Linked DNA regions of Mus musculus: all the other regions are linked to region 5. A link is a contact called in public Hi-C, HiCAR-type and promoter capture Hi-C data. All regions are on one chromosome and are shown on one strand. Each heading gives the region's core, a stretch centred on a gene start, on an enhancer-like site or on the middle of the called end of the contact. The rest is flanking DNA. Distances are from core to core; before and after follow the strand shown.

Evidence for each region. A called contact is a pair of places that touch in the nucleus more often than the background predicts. HiCAR-type assays count read pairs that join an accessible place to other places. Capture Hi-C pulls out chosen DNA fragments and counts their contacts.
Region 1: a contact with region 5 is called in a promoter capture Hi-C map of liver, with 2.2 times the contacts expected there. The contact joins the promoter of Chic1 here to the promoter of Rlim in region 5. A contact is called at or near these places in 3 of 39 promoter capture datasets (liver and stem cell-derived epiblast-like cells), 1 of 115 datasets of contacts at active chromatin or transcription factors (astrocytes) and 1 of 9 other capture datasets (liver).
Region 2: a contact with region 5 is called in a HiCAR-type map of astrocytes, with 5 times the contacts expected there. The contact joins the promoter of Magee2 here to the promoter of Rlim in region 5. A contact is called at or near these places in 6 of 39 promoter capture datasets (cranial neural crest, embryonic stem cells, frontonasal cranial neural crest and 3 more), 1 of 484 Hi-C or Micro-C datasets (cortical neurons) and 4 of 115 datasets of contacts at active chromatin or transcription factors (astrocytes, cardiomyocytes, embryonic forebrain and 1 more).
Region 3: a contact with region 5 is called in a HiCAR-type map of embryonic stem cells, with 8 times the contacts expected there. The contact joins the enhancer-like site here to the promoter of Rlim in region 5. A contact is called at or near these places in 2 of 39 promoter capture datasets (cranial neural crest and liver), 1 of 484 Hi-C or Micro-C datasets (B cells) and 2 of 115 datasets of contacts at active chromatin or transcription factors (embryonic stem cells and epiblast stem cells).
Region 4: a contact with region 5 is called in a Hi-C map of embryonic stem cells, with 8 times the contacts expected there. The contact joins the enhancer-like site here to the promoter of Rlim in region 5. A contact is called at or near these places in 1 of 39 promoter capture datasets (embryonic stem cells), 3 of 484 Hi-C or Micro-C datasets (the G1E-ER4 cell line and embryonic stem cells), 14 of 115 datasets of contacts at active chromatin or transcription factors (acute myeloid leukemia, embryonic forebrain, embryonic stem cells and 6 more) and 2 of 9 other capture datasets (embryonic stem cells and liver).

The regions. Positions count from the first base shown.
Region 1 is chrX:103,354,669-103,357,851 of GRCm38.p6, reverse strand. It overlaps Chic1 (cysteine-rich hydrophobic domain 1), which reads right to left and starts at 1,376. Exons shown (of 6, transcript NM_009767.2): 1 at 963-1,376. The coding sequence starts at 1,267.
Region 2 is chrX:104,855,355-104,858,724 of GRCm38.p6, reverse strand. It overlaps Magee2 (melanoma antigen, family E, 2), which reads left to right and starts at 1,458. Exons shown (of 1, transcript NM_053206.2): 1 at 1,458-3,370. The coding sequence starts at 1,682. The coding sequence ends at 3,253.
Region 3 is chrX:103,396,831-103,400,363 of GRCm38.p6, reverse strand. It overlaps a transcript of Chic1 not described here. Among named protein-coding and RNA genes, the nearest start is that of Tsx, 16 kb to the left of the region's middle. Within about 2 kb of position 1,688, at least 3 of the 459 cell types and tissues checked have an H3K27ac peak or open chromatin away from gene starts, as enhancers often do. A contact at or near this core is called in embryonic stem cells, where this site is marked.
Region 4 is chrX:103,446,412-103,449,872 of GRCm38.p6, reverse strand. It overlaps Tsix. Among named protein-coding and RNA genes, the nearest start is that of Tsx, 34 kb to the right of the region's middle. Within about 2 kb of position 2,147, at least 55 of the 459 cell types and tissues checked have an H3K27ac peak or open chromatin away from gene starts, as enhancers often do. A contact at or near this core is called in the G1E-ER4 cell line and embryonic stem cells, where this site is marked.
Region 5 is chrX:103,979,976-103,983,309 of GRCm38.p6, reverse strand. It overlaps Rlim (ring finger protein, LIM domain interacting), which reads left to right and starts at 2,025. Exons shown (of 5, transcript NM_011276.4): 1 at 2,025-2,247.

The sequences.
Region 1 (3,183 bases), core at 127-2,626, 620 kb after region 5:
ATGATAAGAAGTCCTTGCACACTTTATTTCCTTAAATATGACATAGGATTCAATGTAAAAGAAGTCATCTGGGTTGAGTTTTAAAGAAATTAAACTCAATTCATTAAGGGCTAATTTCTATATACTTAATATACTTAATATTTGTATATTTAATGTCTGGACATACACGATTCCCTGTAGACATCTTAAATTATTTCAGAGCCAAAGGGGGTTAGAAACCACGCACTCAGAACCCTTCATTTTGGAGATGAGGAACCCAAGGCCTGGAAGTAAGAATCAACTGACCAAGGTCACAGTGCCAGTAAGAAGGGAAACTGAGATTTAGCAACCAAGATCTCTCACTCTGTATCCATTGCTCTTTCTACTTTGCATAGGTTCCTATTAACCTGAAACTCTAAGGATATGATATTAAAGGAACGTCAGAGTAGTGCGTTCAACAGAGAAAGGATGACGATATTCATTCATTAGGTAGGAAGAATGGATGGACAAATATGTGGGTGGATGAATACTTATATTATTCACAAAATGCATCACATTTTTGTTTTGTTTTGTTTTTGAAGAACCCAAACCTAGATCATGTCACCTGCCACAGCAGTCGCCGTTTTCCACTAGCCATCAATCTTGGCAGCAGAGAAGTCTAGTACATCCTGCAGTTTAGAGACTATTCACTTGCCAGCGCACGAACGAGCAGATCGCCCCTACTTCAGTCTCTCTGGCTCCCTACCCTGCAACTCCATGTCCTATGCTCACTCTTTCCTCAGGGTCGATGCAGCGTTATCTCCCACCCCCTTCTTTTACACGATACCTATTCAACCTGCGGTTTTGCCATTTTGACCAGGTGCCCTTTGCTAAGAGTACGCTTTAGTCAGCCCTCCCCCCACTCCGCAGGCCCCTCAATGCCCTTCTCATTCGGTTTGTCGTCAAATCTCAGCCTCTGCAAGCCCCCGACCCCAATCGCTTACACAGTGATGTGGCCGGCGCCGCGCACCAACACAGGGTCTGGGGCATATCTCCGCAGATGCTCCTCGCTCACTACCCGAGGCGGGGGCGGCACCTCCTCCTCCTCTTCTTCCTCGTCCTCCTCCTCTTCATCCTCCTCTTCTTCCTCCTCCTCATCTTCCTCGTCCTCATCGGGCCCAGATACCGACGACGACGACGACGACGACGGAGACGACGATGGAGACGACGACGATGTTGCTGCCTCTTCTTCTTCCTCCAATTCCGAGATGGTGTCGAACTCCGCCATGTTGGGCAGCAGGATGCTCATCACGTGACCGCACGATAGCCGCCACTCTCCCGGAGAAGAGTTTGAACCTGCGGAGCTGCTGGGAGAGGAGGGGGAACAGACTGAAGAGAAAGAGGAGGGGGCGGGGAAAGCGCTTGAGGAGACGCGCCTGCGTGTTGGGTAGATGGCGCGGGGGTTGGAGGCGGGGGCATGAGGGACCAGGGAGTAAATTCGGTGTACGCTTGCGCGCCTCCAAGGGGAGGGGGCCGGTAGAGGTGAACTCCAGGGAATTCTCGAGGTCCGGTCTGCGGGTGCTGATCTTCATACTGCGTTTCGGACGTCAGTCTCTTGTACACAGGGGACGTTCTCGTTTTAGTGTCTGTTAATTAATGCGGGATATATTTGCCTTTATGCAGACAGTTGAGGTAAAGCAAATTCTATAAAAGAGAGTTTAGGACATTGCCCAAAATATCTCAAGGTACGCATATGTCATTCCCTTACGCAGAGATTGTTCAATTCTGAGAAAAGGGTAAACATTTTTCAAAGGAGGAAACTTTCTATTAATTTCTTACGTTGAATGGTACTTTGCGGACTTGCTAAGCATCATAGACTGTGCTAAGTGCTCTGTGTACTTATCTCATTTAATCTCCCCACAACCCTATGAGGGGTGTACCACATTGAGTCTCATATCACACAAGGGCAATCTATATACAAAGAGAATAAATAATTTGTCCAAAGACATGGAACTAATAAATGACAATGAGCTTTTAAATCCAGAGTCTCGTCTGACTCCCAAAGCTCTGTTCTTTTAGCCAAACAGCCATGGTGCCTAAAGTTGATTGGAAAGAATGGGCGAAGTGGTGCATTTTGGTTGGTTCTTATAAATAAGGATACACAGGTTTGCAATGGGTGTTCTGAAGCCGGCATAGTGGCACATACCTCTAAGCCCAGCATTTGGGAGGCAGAAGCAGGAGAATCTTTTGAGCCTAGCTTACAGAGCTCATTCTAGGACAGCTAGGGTTACAAAGAGAAAAAGAGAAACCCTTCTGGGAAGGGAGGGAGGGAGGGAGAGAGGGAGGGAGAAAGAGAGAGAGAGAGAGAGAGAGAGAGAGAAGGGAGAGAGAGAGAGAGAGAGAGAGAGACTGGGGTTGGAGAAGAGGAGCTGTAGAGTGTGCAGCAGAGGGTATGCCAGTTTAGAGACACATTAATTAACGTCACCCATTCTATAGATTCCAAGCTGTATTCTTTCAAATACCATAGCTCATGTAATTCAAACACTCTTGTGAGGTAGGCATCTTTATATGTCTTTTATAGATGAAGAACTGATGGGCTGGAGAGATGGCTCATCAGAAGCACTGGCTTTTCCAGAGGGGCCTGGTTCAATTCCCAGCACCCACATGCCTGCTCACAAGTGTCTGTAACTCCAGTTTCTCCAGGGATCTGACACCCTTACATAGGCATACCTGTAGGCAAAACACTGATGTACATGAAGTTAAAAAAATCATTAAAAAAGAGGAAGAGTTGAATATCAGAAAATTTAAACAATTCATTCAGGTCGGTAGTGACTTGCTCTCTTTTTTTTCCCATTCAAACATTCTACCTCATCTTTACATTGCTAAAATACATAGATTACCTATTTTGAGTTACTAGGTAATGCACCAACTGGTTCATATCTGTCAGTGGCACCGAATTTTGCAATTAAGACTATAAAGTTGTGCAGCTCCTCTGTAATAGAATAAATATTGAGGTCCTCTATACTAATACCAGCTTTTCTTCTCCTTCAGATGTAGTAGAGCATCCATTCTGACAGAACTGGGGGTTTAGAATGAGCCTGGTATCAGCAGAATAGTGGTAATAAGCAAAATATTTGGGCATATGAGGAGGGGAGTAATCTGTTATAAGAGAGATTGTTCAAAATATCAAGGAATTGGCGTTATTAATATTAAATGTTTCCACTA
Region 2 (3,370 bases), core at 209-2,708, 880 kb before region 5:
GTAGTAAACACAAGTCCCTTTTGCCCAGTTTGGGCAAAATACTTGATCCTGTATCTCCTACTTTTCTATTATAGTAGAGTGTACATTTTAAAAAGAAAGATGTGGAAAATGTCATGGGTGCATGTCAGTGAGTGGCCTCTGAAGGAATTTCAGGGCAGTGGATCACTGAATGTAAAACAGTAACCATTACCATCAAGAATGTGGAAGGACTTCAAATGTGGCTGCAGATGACAATCTGACATATTTTTTCTTCCTTCCTTCCTTTCATTGAATTCCTGGATTACAACTGAGCTTTTAGCCTAACTACTGTGGCAGCACTCCAAGAAAATAGAGCAACCCAACTTTCTTCCTGGCCAGAGTGTTTGGACTATGGGTCAGTCCTCAAATACACATGTACAAACCTACTCTTGTGTGCAGCCCTAAACAGTTCTGACATACAGGGAAAAAGCCAGTCCTTCCTGTTTAGCCACCTCTGTCCTTGTCTCCCACCCATACTCTAGCCGACATGGATAACTGGCAGTTACACACCCTCATACTTTATTCTCATACTTCTGGACCTTTCTTGATGTTACCAAACGCTACAACACCCTTGCAAAGCATGAACTCTTCCCATTCCTCTGATCACTTAGAGCTCAGCTCCTCTGACTCTTTTTCAGCAACTACCTCCAATCCAAGACACTTCAGACAAAACTGACATTCACTACTTCTGTGTTTGTGCTATATGTAAATTGACTTGTGCTGGTTTCCATCAATTTTATCTGAGACGCGTTTATAAAATAGAACTAAGAACTCCTTGAAAGTCAGATGGTGTGATAGAAAAGTGCTTATGTTCTGGGCTCTGATAAAAGGATTCAAGCCGGATCTCTTTCCCTTGTAGCTGCCCGAGTTTTTACAGTCAAACTCACCTCCCTGTGCCAGTTTTCTCATCTTTAAGATGAACACCATTTAGACTAGTTAAGACTCAGTGATTTTAATATGAGAAAAGTGAAACACTAGGTCTGTTACCTAGTAAGGGCTAGATAAAGGGTTGGCGCGCATCACCACTGGTTGAAGGAACCCTAGAATGCATGGTCTGCAAGCTCCATATGGGAAGGAATAATCAATTTGTCCTCACAGCAATCAGTGATGCATCTCACAAATACAAAGCAGTGTGCCTGAAATGGGCATAGTCTCAAGAAATAATCTGTTTAGTTGGCGGAGGCCTTAATGACTCTACAATTATCATAAATACCGCCCCCATCCTCTATTAAGCCTTACCAAGGTGCTTAATACCTCGCAGAAAAACTAGAAAAACGTTCCCTTCCTCTAATTCTTCTACTTCATCTCCGTTGTTCCTTTGTGCGAATTTGATTCCCTAATAAGTTCGAACCCCACAGCAAGCCTGGCCTTTCAGTCAGTAGTGGGAGGGGGCGGGAGAGGAAGCCTGAGCGGGGCGTGGTCACCACATTGCAGAGCTTGAGTGCGCCTGCGTAGGATGCGGCAAAGCTAGGTGCTCTTAGGCTTTCCTTCATTGCTGGCTACTGCTTTTGTAAAAGGATCGCCTGTCTCGCCAGCTCTCACTTTCGAACCGCACAGCTCCTGAGTATCAGGCTTCGGCTCTGAGCTGAGCTGCCAACACACCTCAGATCCTCCCTGCGACGGATCGCTGACCTCCGCGTTCGCGTTCCTGTCTCCTGGAACCATGTCTCTGGTAAGCCAGAATGCGCGCCAAAGCAGCGCAGAGACTACCGCCGATTACAGCAACAGCCAGGGTGAAATGCAGGCTACTAATGCCTCCGGGCCTGCCACCTCCATGCTAGCCCTCGAAGCTCCCCAGGGCCCTGAGATTCCAAACGATCCACAGGGAGCCAGCGCTTCCCAGGCTGTGCGGGACCCGAGTGACATCGAGGTTCTCATCGACGAGCAGTCCCGACGTTTGGGGGCGCTCAGGGTCCACGACCCTCTTGAAGAGAGGTCGGTTGCTTTAGTGAATTTCATGCGCATGAAAAGCCAAAATGAGGGGTCTATCCGACAGTCAGAAATGCTGGAGTTTCTCAAAGAATACTCAGATCAGTTCCCTGAGATACTCAGACGAGCCTCAGCTCATCTGGATCGGGTCTTTGGGTTGAATCTGAGAGTCCTTGATCCTCAGATGGACACTTACAACCTAATCAGCAAACCAGGTCCCCAGACCACTGAACGGCTAGCAGAGACCCTGGACATACCAAAAGCGGGTCTCCTGGCCTTGGTCCTAGGCCATATTCTCTTGAATGGCAACCGGGCAAGAGAGGCCTCCATTTGGGACCTGCTGTTAAAGGTGGATGTGATAGATGGGTCTCAGAGGATCAACAACCAGTTTGGGAACACAAGAAACCTCCTTACTATTGACTTTGTCCATATGCGATTTTTGGAGTACTGGCCAGTATATGGCACTAATCCCCTTGAATTTGAGTTCCTGTGGGGCTCTAGAGCTCACAGTGAAATCACAAAGATGGAAGCCCTGAAGTTTGTAGCAGAGGCCCATGATGAAGAACCCTGGAGCTGGCCAGAAGAATATAACAAAGCTCTGGAAGCTGACAAAGCCAAAGAGAGAAGCCAGGCTGCTGGCTTAGAGTTCTGGTCAGAGGACACTATGAATGATAAAGCAAATGAATTGGTCCAGTTGGCCATTGGTGTCACTGAGGAGTTGCTGCCTATCCATCAGGATGAGCTATTTGCTAATACTGGCAAAGAATTCCAGGATGTGTTCCCAAATATCCTCAGCAGAGCCACTCTAATCCTTGATCTGTTTTATGGGTTCTCTCTGATTGAGGTTGATACCAGTGAGCACATCTACCTCCTTGTCCCCCAACCAGAATCAGAAGAAGAACAAGTAATGCTAGAGAGCCTGGGCAGACCCACCCAAGAATACTTGATGCCAATCCTGGGTTTGATCTTCCTGATGGGCAACCGTGTCAAAGAGGCCAAGATCTGGAACTTACTCCAGAGATTCAGTGTTGATGTAGGGAGGAAACATGCCATCACCTGTAAGCTAATGAGGCAACGCTACCTAGAATGCAGGCCGCTCTCCTACTCGAATCCAGTTGAATACGAGCTGCTCTGGGGTCCTCGGGCTCACCATGAAATCACCAAAATGAAAGCCTTGGAATATATGGCTAGGTTCTATGGAAAACAGCCACAGGACTGGCCAGAGCAATACAGGGAGGCTGTGGAAGATGAGGAGGCCAGGGCCAGGTCTGAGGCAACAGCCATGTTCTTCTTCGGTTCCATCTGACGTTGGACATTTCACTTTAGTTGAGTGACATCTGTTAAAAGGGCATTTGGGAAATGGACACTAGGGTCCTAAATCAAAAGTTGAGAGGGTTGTGGGAAAGAGTACACCTTGTGTTTA
Region 3 (3,533 bases), core at 439-2,938, 580 kb after region 5:
ACAGTTAGTAAACAGAAAAACAAGGCATTTGGATACAGGATAAATTTTGGGTTGAAAGTTTTGTGGATGGGTTATCCTGTATCCAAATGCAGGTACAGGGGATGGAGAAGAGACTGAGGAAATGACCAATGAATATCAGCCCAACTTGAGACCCATCCCTGACACTATTAATACTCTGTTATGCTTGCAGACAGGAAGCTAGCATGATTGTCCTCTGAGAGGCTCCACCCAGAAGCTGAGTCAAATGAATGTAGACACTCACAGCTAAACAGTGGATGGAGCTTGGGGACTCTTATGGAAGAATAGGAGGAGGAACTGTGGGTCCCAGAGGGGATAGGAACTCCATTGATAGACCAACAGAGTCAACTAACCTGGACCCAAACCATACACAGGCTGGACCTAGGCCTCCTTTTCATATGTAGCAGATGTGCACCTCAGTTGTCATGTGGGTCCTGAACAACTGGGGCAGGAGCTATCCCAAAAGCTGTTGCCTGTCTGTGGGATATGTTCTTTTAGCTGGGCTGCCTTGTCAGGCCTCAGTGGGAGAGGAAGCACCTAGTGTCACAGAGACTTGATATGCCCAGGGAAGTGGAAGGAGATACCCAGGAGGGGCCCCACCCTCTCAGAGGAGAAGGGGAGAGGGAGATGGGGGAAGAATTGTGGGAGGGGGTTACCAGGAAGGGGGCTGTGAGTGGGATGTAAAGTGAGTAAAAAAAATGTATAACATGAATAAAAGAGCTTGCTTTAATTAATTTGGCTCTGATGATCTGAGTCGGTGGCCTTTCTCCTCCCACATTTGGGATTAACAGTAAGATTAAATAAACCCTTAAATCAATCCCAGTTTTGGTCTGATTCCTTCTTTCCCGGTTTTCCCTTTTTGCAACAGGAATGCTTTGTGTCATTGTGCTTTGGCAGTATGTAACTTGTTTTTGATGTTTTAACTGCTTAGGTAGAGCTGTGTTTTTAGGAGGCTTTGGACTGGACTTTTGAGCAATACTGAAACAGTTAAGACTTTAGGGATTTTTTTTTTTTTTTTTTTGGTTTTTTGAGACAGGGTTTCTCTGTATAGCCCTGGCTGTCCTGGGACTCACTTTGTAGACCAGGCTGGCCTCGAACTCAGAAATTTGCCTGCCTCTGCCTCCGGAGTGTTGGGATTTTAAAGGCGTGCGCCACCACCGCCCGGCGAATTTAGGGATTTTTACGGACTGAAAGCATCTTGCTTTATTGTTACCCAGCACCCAGACTCATAAAATGGCTGCCACTGACCAGGTATAGTGGCATGGTGCATGCCTGCGATCCAGGCAAGTTGGGAATGTTAAGGCAGAACACTGCCTGTGAGTTTGGGGCTAACCTGGTGGGTTTCAGGCTACCTTGTGTGTGACTGTGGTCTGGCCACCTTTAAAAGAAGTAACAACAAAACAAAGAGCAGAGAACACCCAAAACCAAAAAGTAAAAAATAAAATAAAATAATTCCTTAAAACAACCCCCTCCCCCAAAAAACCTTAGGCTGTTACTTTTTCTGTATTTTTAAAAGAATTGAGAATGGAAATTGGTAAAGGAAAATGAGTTTACTTATAATTTGGACAAGGCAGGGAAAGAAAGATTCATTGTCTCTTCCTTGTCATGCGGAAATTCAGGGTTCTCAGTATGGACTCAGTCTTGTTAACAAAAGAATCTAACAAAAGAATCACAGGTAGACACGGTGGTGCATGCCTTGAATGGAGCACTTGGGAGCCAGAGGTAGGTAGGTGTATCTCCGAGGCCAGCCTGGTCTACATAGGGAGTTTCAGGCCATGCAAGGATATATATATTTATTGTAAGTCAGTGTTCCCTCCACCTCTTCCCCCCAAAAGGACAGACCAAAAAAAAAAAATTCAAACAATAACAAACAATAAAACTCCCACAGCCTAGCCTCAAGAAAAAAACAGATAGGCATACAGAGGATGCAAGCTGTCAATCTCAGCAGTTGCCAGGAGGAGGGAGAGAAAAGAGAAAGAGGAAGCCCTGCTTTTTGAGTTAGGATCCAAGGTGGCATGTTCAGTAATAATGCAGGTTGACAAGAATTTGTAGGATGGTCTCCAGGCCCACCTGGATTAATTATTATTATTATTTAAAAAATTATTGACTTCCTGTGTATGGATGTATGAGTGCCTGTGTAAATTTATGTGCACCCCAGACCCATAGTGCTCTTGGAGACCAGAGAGTACTGGATCCCCTGGACCTTGAGTTACAGGAGGTGGGAGCCACTTGATGTGGGAGCTGGGAACTGAATATGAGTCTTCTGCAGGAGCAATAAGCCCTCAACCACTGAACCATCCCTCCAGCCATGGGCTAACTGTTGAGGGTGGAGACGCTAGTATGCTCTTTTTCTAATCTTTGGAGTGATCAGAATGTCAGTTTCCACCTAGAGCCAGAGGCAGAGCTCAGAATCCATTCTTTCCACCGGGAGGAAGTTTAGCTTTCACTTAAAGGAACTCTCCACCCGGGCAAGAGAACTTTAAGTTGTAAATTGGACGGGGCAGGCAATGGGAGTACAGGTGAATAGAGGACCACGCCAGAAAGGTCCATCCACAAGGCTACTAACCCTATCTACCTAACAACAGCATTAAACTTGGAAGAGGTGAACAGAAAGCAGCAGATACACATATGGTAACCTGAGCATGAGGTAAGCTGTTAGAATAGTGGGAAATCTCTTCTTCCACCAGCATGGGGTTACTGGGCAAGTTTGAATTGGTGGGGCTCCATTATTTTAGGGCTCCTATTTTACTGTGAGATGGACATAAACCCTTGGAAGTCATCCACACCAATTTTTTCTAGACTTTTCCAATACATTTGTTTCTATTGTGTTCTATGTGTTTTCTCTGTTTTCATTTTGTTTTTTGAGACAGGGTTTCTCCATGTAGCCCTGGCTGTCCTGGAACTCACTTTGTAGACCAGGCTGGCCTCAAACTCAGAGATCCTCCTGGTTCCACCTCCTGAGTGCTGGGATTAAAGGTGTGCTACACTACTGCTCAGCTTTTCAACTTGCTCTTTTCAAAGAACCACTGTCATTGTCAACAACTTCCACTGACAGAACTAGGCTTATTTTTATGTGCTCTGTGTATGTGTATTTTTGAGAGTTCATGTGTGCCTATGGAGGCTGGAAAGCTGAGCTCTGAACTGCTGAGCCATCCTTCTAACCCTTATTTTGCTATTTTCGATGAATTTTGCAAAGGCATTTTTTAAAAAATCTAGTATAACTGGATTAATCACCTGAATACAACTTAAGTAGAAGATGCTGATAAGGAGTAACTTGCTGGTAAGACGCAGGACTTGCTAAGCACTTTCATATTTCTACACTCTACGCTTAAACATTTATGTTTAGTAAGATCATTCAAAAACAGCTTTCTACTTAGCCATATGTCAAACACTGGGTACAATGAAGGTTCCCAAAGCCAATAAATGGCATGAATTACTACTTATACAATCAGACACAATACTACTCAATGGGAGGAGAGGCAATATGCAAAGTGTTGTCATTAAAAGGAAGCTTC
Region 4 (3,461 bases), core at 898-3,397, 530 kb after region 5:
AAAAAGAGCAAAAATCTTACCTGAAAAAGACACGTGCGGTGAGGTAGTATTGCTGAATTTGGCTTGAGCAATATTAAAATATTAAGACTATTCCAAAGAGTTTTTCGGACACGAGGCTTTCCCTGATGTGAGTGTGTGGATTCTAGACCCTGCTACAAGTCACGCCCTTAACTTTCTTTTCCGCTCTAGACTGCAGTTTATTACCCACGCCAGGCTTATTGAACGCTTTGCATATCTACCTGTAACATTTTAGCCAACCATCTCTACGCTATCCCAGACATTTTCATCACCTCTGCTCTGCCCAGCAGACATTTTAGTCGACCTCTAGGGGTTGGTTATAAGGCAGGGATTTTAGCGATCTCCCCAGGTCCCTGGCGGCGGCAGGCATTTTAGTGATAGCCCAGGTCCCCGGTGGCAGGCATTTTAGCGATAGCCCAGGTCCCCGGTGGCAGGCATTTTAGCGATCTTCCAGATCCCCAGTGGCAGACATTTTAGTGATAGCCCAGGTCCCCGGTGGCAGGCATTTTAGTGATAGCCCAGGTCCCCGGTGGCAGGCATTTTAGCGATCTTCCAGATCCCCAGTGGCAGACATTTTAGTGATAGCCCAGGTCCCCGGTGGCAGGCATTTTAGTGATAGCCCAGGTCCCCGGTGGCAGGCATTTTAGCGATCTTCCAGATCCCCAGTGGCAGACATTTTAGTGATAGCCCAGATCCCCGGTGGCAGGCATTTTAGTGACCTCCCAGATCCCTGGTGGCAGGCATTTTAGTGATAGCCCAAGTCCCCCGTGGCAGACATTTTAGTGACCTCCCAGTAAGCGGTGGCAGGCATTTTAGCGACCTCCCAGATCCCCGGTGGCAGGCATTTTAGTGATAGCCCAGATCCTCGACGGCAGGCATTTTAGTGACCTCCCAGATCCCCGGTGGCAGGCATTTTAGTGACCTACCAGGTCCCCGGTGGCAGGCATTTTAGTGATAGCCCAAGTCCCCCGTGGCAGACATTTTAGTGACCTCCCAGTAAGCGGTGGCAGGCATTTTAGCGACCTCCCAGATCCCCGGTGGCAGGCATTTTAGTGATAGCCCAGATCCTCGACGGCAGGCATTTTAGTGACCTCCCAGATCCCCGGTGGCAGGCATTTTAGTGACCTACCAGGTCCCCGGTGGCAGGCATTTTAGTGACCTCCCAGGTCCCCGGTGGCAGGCATTTTAGTGATAGCCCAGATACCCGGTGGCAGGCATTTTAGTGATAGCCCAAGTACCCCGTGGCAGACATTTTAGTGACCTCCCAGTACCCGGTGGCAGGCATTTTAGTGATAGCCCAGGTCCCCGGTGGTAGGCATTTTAGTAAAGTCTCCCAGTCCCAGGCATCCATTTGAGCCATTAGTCCGGGAACGTGGCATGTATGTTAGCTATCTTTCCAGGTCCCTGACCGGTAGTCTAACCACCTGTAAGGGACAGACATTTTAAATTTTGGCTCCAGGACCCAGCAGACATTTTAGTTATTCCTCCGTTATGCGGCAGGCATTTTAACTATCGGTTCGGGACTACGCAGGCATTTTACCTTCATCTCCGCATAGCTGGCAAGCATTTTAGGAATCTTTCTGCTGCTTGGCAATCACTTTAACCATCTCTTCCGCTGTCCCGCAAGCACGTAGCCATCGCTCCACTGTCCTGAAAGCACTTTGCCACTGTCCCACTGTCCCGCAAGCACTTAGCCACCTCTCCCCTGTCCCGCAAGCACTTAGCCATCGCCCCACTGTCCTGCAAGCACTTAGCCATCGCCCCACTATCCCGCAAGAATTTCAGCCACCTCTCCACCACCCCAACAAGGACTTCGGGCACCTCTCCACCGTCCCGCAGGCACTTTAGGCATCTGCCCTCTCCTTAGCCCGCATCTCACCCACCGCTCCGCTCTGGCCACCTGTCTAGCTGGCTATCACGCTCTTCTTCCATCACGCGCTTGCCGCAGCCGCCTCCCGGGAGTGGATGCAGGACTCAAGATGCGTGGATATCTCGGAAAGTGAGAACAGAGCAAGGGCGCCGAGCGCAAGTGTGTAGCGCTTGCAGGTACTTTTGGGACCGAGTGGAGCACGACGTAGCGCCTCACCGGATCTTGCGAGATTGCGCCTGACACAAGCGCTGCACTGAGGGTTTGAGGGAGTGTGGGGCGGGACCTAAGGCTCTTGAGGCGCGGGATCCTGCTGAGAGGGTGTGGTTAGCACACTTGACCACCTGCGCAGAGAAGAGGGGGCAGAGCTTAGGGGAACAGAGCATGGACCTTGTGGGAGTCACAGAAAAGAATGGCTGCAACCTGAGCCCATTTGCCTTTGAGAGCTGGGAAAGCTAGGCCAGCAGGTAGCAGCTTGCCTGGTCGAATGGCCCTTGGTGAGTGTTGGAATGCTGGAAACCCAGAGACCAAAGCTGCCAGGCTCAGCTCCAACACAGTCTCATTTGTTTGGTTTGTGGCAGACTGCCTGCACCCCAACCCTTTCCTCCCCAGTCTTGCCTCCTCCTGCCCCCTCTCTTAAACTCTTACGGTCTCAAAGACTGGGTTTGAGGGAAACCTACTGTAATGGATTGATATACTTCTCCTTCAATTGACAAGAGACTTAATGTCCTAGAGAAAAATTTTCCTTAAACTGTACATATCCAAATTTCAAAAAATGTATAACAGTCAGTATCAATGCAAACTGAGCAATCTGCCTAGGTACCTATAAACACACAAGATACCTATAAACACACAAGATACCTATAAACACACAAGATACCTATAAACACACCTAGATACCTATAAGCACACAAGAAGCTTATAGAGCACCAATTAGACTGGAACAGAAAAGAAAATCCTCCTGCCACATAATAACCCAATTTTCTTTTCAAAGAATTTTTTAAAAATATTTTTATTTTATGTGTGTGGGTGTGTGCAGAGCCCATAGAGGCCGGATGAGAGCATCAGATCTCCCTGCAGCTGGAGGTACAGGCGTCTGTGAGCTGGTACTCGAGTGTTTGGGAATCGAACCTGGGTCCTCTGCAAATGCAGCCACTGCTCTTAGCCACTGTACCATCATTTTAACCCCAATGTCAATTTTCAGTCCCCAAAGCTTTGCTGGTATGTGATACAAATTTTATAAAAGTAGAAAATGAGGAGAACTTCTTTGCAAAGAAATAGGATGTAGCCCAAGGGAGGAAACAAAAAACCCTCTGAGTGAAAAAGGCAGATTCTTCAAGTAAAATGAATACAAAAATCCCCAAGAATGTGATATTTTGGCAAAAGCCCTCTATACCATCCAGGTCTGAAATATTAAAAGAATTAGAGCCTTTCACCAGGTGGTGGCGGCGCACGCCTTTAATCCCAGCACTCAGGAGGCAGAGGCAGGCAGATTTCTGAGTTCGAGGCCGGCCTGGTCTACAAAGCGAGTTCCAGGACAGCCAGGGCTATATAGAGAAACCCTGTCTCGAAAAAC
Region 5 (3,334 bases), core at 776-3,275:
TTACAATCCTGCTTGATCCTCTTAGGTACTTTGATAACAGGCAAACACTGTGGTGCCCAGCTACACTGGGGCTTTTGACACACATTACCAGATTGTCTTTTAAAAGTTACATGACCTTTGAGCAGGGAAGAGTGAAGAAGGTTTGAAATACCAGTACGAATACTTGGGAAGTAGAAGCTTGACTGTAGATTCAAGGCCAGCCTGGGTCTCATAGACAGACTCTCCATTTTAAAATTTAGTCTCACACTTTAATCTCAGGCTGGTCTGGAATTTATTATGTAGCCCAAGTTGGCCTCCAACTCTCAGCAACCCTCCTGTCTCAGCTTCCCCAGTTCTTGGGTTTTTAGTGTGTGTGTGTGTTTTTGGTTTTTGGAGACAGGGTTTCTCTGTGTAGCCCTGGATGTCCTGGAACTCACTCTGTAGACCAGGCTCGAACTCAGAAATCCACCTGCCTCTGCCTCCCAAGTGCTGGGATTAAAGACGTGCGCCACCACTGCCCGGCGTGTTCTTTTTTTTTTTTTTTAAAGATTTATTTATTTTATGTATGTGATTACACTGTCGCGGTCTACAGACACAGCAGATGAGAGCATCGGATCACATGGCAGACGGTTGGGAGCCACCACGTGGTTGCTGAGAATTGAACTCAGCGCCTCTGGAAAAACAGTCTGTGTGCTTAACCGCTGACTCATCTCTCCAGCTCTTTACCGCGTTCTTAACCGGTGAGATAAACTAAGTGCTTTACAGAAAATTACGTAGGTAATGGAGAAGGTTAAATAGAGTGGTCACGGGTTTCTCTAGGAGGTGAGGTGAGGCCTAGACGATCCATGTAAAAAATATGAAAAGAAAAATATTATAGTGTAGTTTATGTGTGTGCCTTTTTTTTGTTTTTTGTTTTTGTTTTTCGAGACAGGGTTTCTCTGTGTAGCCCTGGCTGTCGTAGAACTCACTCAGTATACCAGGCTGGCCTTAAACTTACACAGAGATCTGCCTGCCTCTGCCTCCTGAGTACTGGCGTTAAAGGCGAGCCACCGTCGACCAGCTTCCAGCTTCCAGCCCAGTTTAAGCAACTGATGTAGCAATAAGTTAGGTTCGTTGGAACAACAGTAAAAAAGTTAGTCTACCTGTTCTTTTATCAGAAAACAGAAAAATAGGGTGGGAACACAGAGACGTACTTTAAAACGGGGTGGGGGCGGTTGGGTTCTTATTCCCTTTAACTGAACAATGGGAACTGAAAGGTGTATGGCGCATTCCCTCTGGTCCTTTCTTTAGGCTTTAGCATCCAATAGACGCTTCCTTAACCGCCCTTTTCGAATTCCCCCACTATCACTTTTTCCCATCCATTTACAAATCGCCACACCCTTTTAAAGTACTCTAGTTAGAGCCTCGAGGAGGCCTTCCCCACCACTTTTTAACATTGCAAATTCACTTTTGTCCCCACGTTTTATGCCTCCACCCACTTCCTCACTTTTAATCTCTAGTATTTAGCAACAAATTGTTTTATAAGTGTGTTCACCCTAGATTACCAAATCCCTTAAGGACTGAGAATTCTTGGACTATTTCAACTTAATTTATGGTTCAACTTCCTCAACATCTACAGCTGTGCTTGAGCTACAGTTGGCATTCGATAAATACATGTTGAATAAAAGGTTGGCTGCCGTCTACACTAGTCTGGACTGTATGGATCAATGCCAGTTACACCGATACTACATTCTTGTTCTCTGTGAAGGGCTTCAAGCGGCCCGACTGTGACGTCCTTCAGCTTTCAAAATGGGAAAGCGAAGGTTCCCACAATTCTCAGAACGCGAATTTCTCGCTACAACTCAAAATGGCGAAGGAGGGTGGGGCCTGTCACATGGTGGGCGTCCCAGTAGCATTTTTTTCCCGACCCGCCGCCCGTCTGGGCGGGTAGTCTGTCCGGCCCCTCCTCTGCCCACCAGGCCTTTTCGAGGGCTCAACTGGGATTGGCTGGCCAGCAGTCTGGGCGGGGGCCTGTGAAGCTGGGAGCGCAGCATCACTTCCTGTTGTGGGCAGTCATTTCCTGTCAGTGCTAGGTAACAATGGGGAAGATAATGGCTGATTGAGCTACGTCTCCGAGCTGGCGCTGTTCTAGAGGCGGGTCTCTTGCCCGGGTTTAGAGGCGGGTTAGAACGCGGCGGCAGCGGCAGCACAGTAGCGCAGCGGAGGTCCCAGTGGCGGCGGCGGAGCCCAGTTGAGTTCCCTCCTGGCCGAAACACCGTGTAAGTGAAGGTACGGGCACCCCGAGAAATGGGATGTCGGACTGGAGGCAGGCAGGGGCCGCGGCCCTCAAAATGGCCCGAGTTGGCCAGCCGCGGCCGAGACACCCACTACGGCCTCCGGACCTGGGCTCCCGGCTGTGGGGGGCTCCGTGGCGTAGTCGCCGCTGCCATTTTAGTTGGGTGGCGTGTGTCGGCCCCGCTCGTGGAAGAAGGGGAAGGAGTCGGGCAGGACTTCCTCTCCCAGGCCGTGGAGTCGGGGCCCGGCCCTCCCGAGCTAAGAACGAACGCCGGGGAGGCGATCCTGGACTCCGGGCCTCAGGCGTGAGGATGGCTCCAGTGCTTCTTACTAAGAGGTTCCCCCCACCCCCCATCGTCGTCGCCCCGCGTTGCGTATCGGGCTAGGGTTTGGGGAAGTGGGGTGGAGGTGCTCTTAATTCGGATGTTGGGAACTCTTGAACCTTCAGATTTTCACAGGATTCGCAGAGCCTCATTTTGAACGCTTCTGTAGGGCATGACCAGTTTGTTAACCTCTGGGGCTACGGTGACAGTCTTCCGGGAGGATCGGAGACAAACGTGGTTTGCTTCCCTGCACCTTTAGCCCTAAGTGTATCCTTGGCCAGATTTTACTAGAAGGGTTTTCCTCCTCACAAGAAAAAAAAAATTAAAAAAACGGAGGGAAAAGACGTTGCGGGTTGTTTTCCCTGGTAAGTGTGGGAATTGAGCCAGACTATTTTCAAGTTAATTTCCGTGTGATCTGCCAGCAGCCCTACCCCTCCCCCACTCAGAAAAAAACCCCTAAGGGTCTCTGCTTCTGCGGGCGGGCGGTACCTGCCACGTACGCCATAGCTTAGTAACTAGTATTAACCGGTTGGGCTTCTGCTTCCTGAATACTCAGTCCCTTTCCCCCTTCTGCTGATTAATTTCAAGATGGAGGAGACAGCCACGTTCTTTTCCTGGACAGTTTCACCATACTTATTCCACAGGTTCGTTTGGCATCTGAGGCCTAGGAGACTAGTTATTTAGGTCATTTTTTTCCTCTTTTGGAGGGGAAAGGGATTTTATATCAGATTCTCATGGGCTCCTGGCAGGCCCCACTG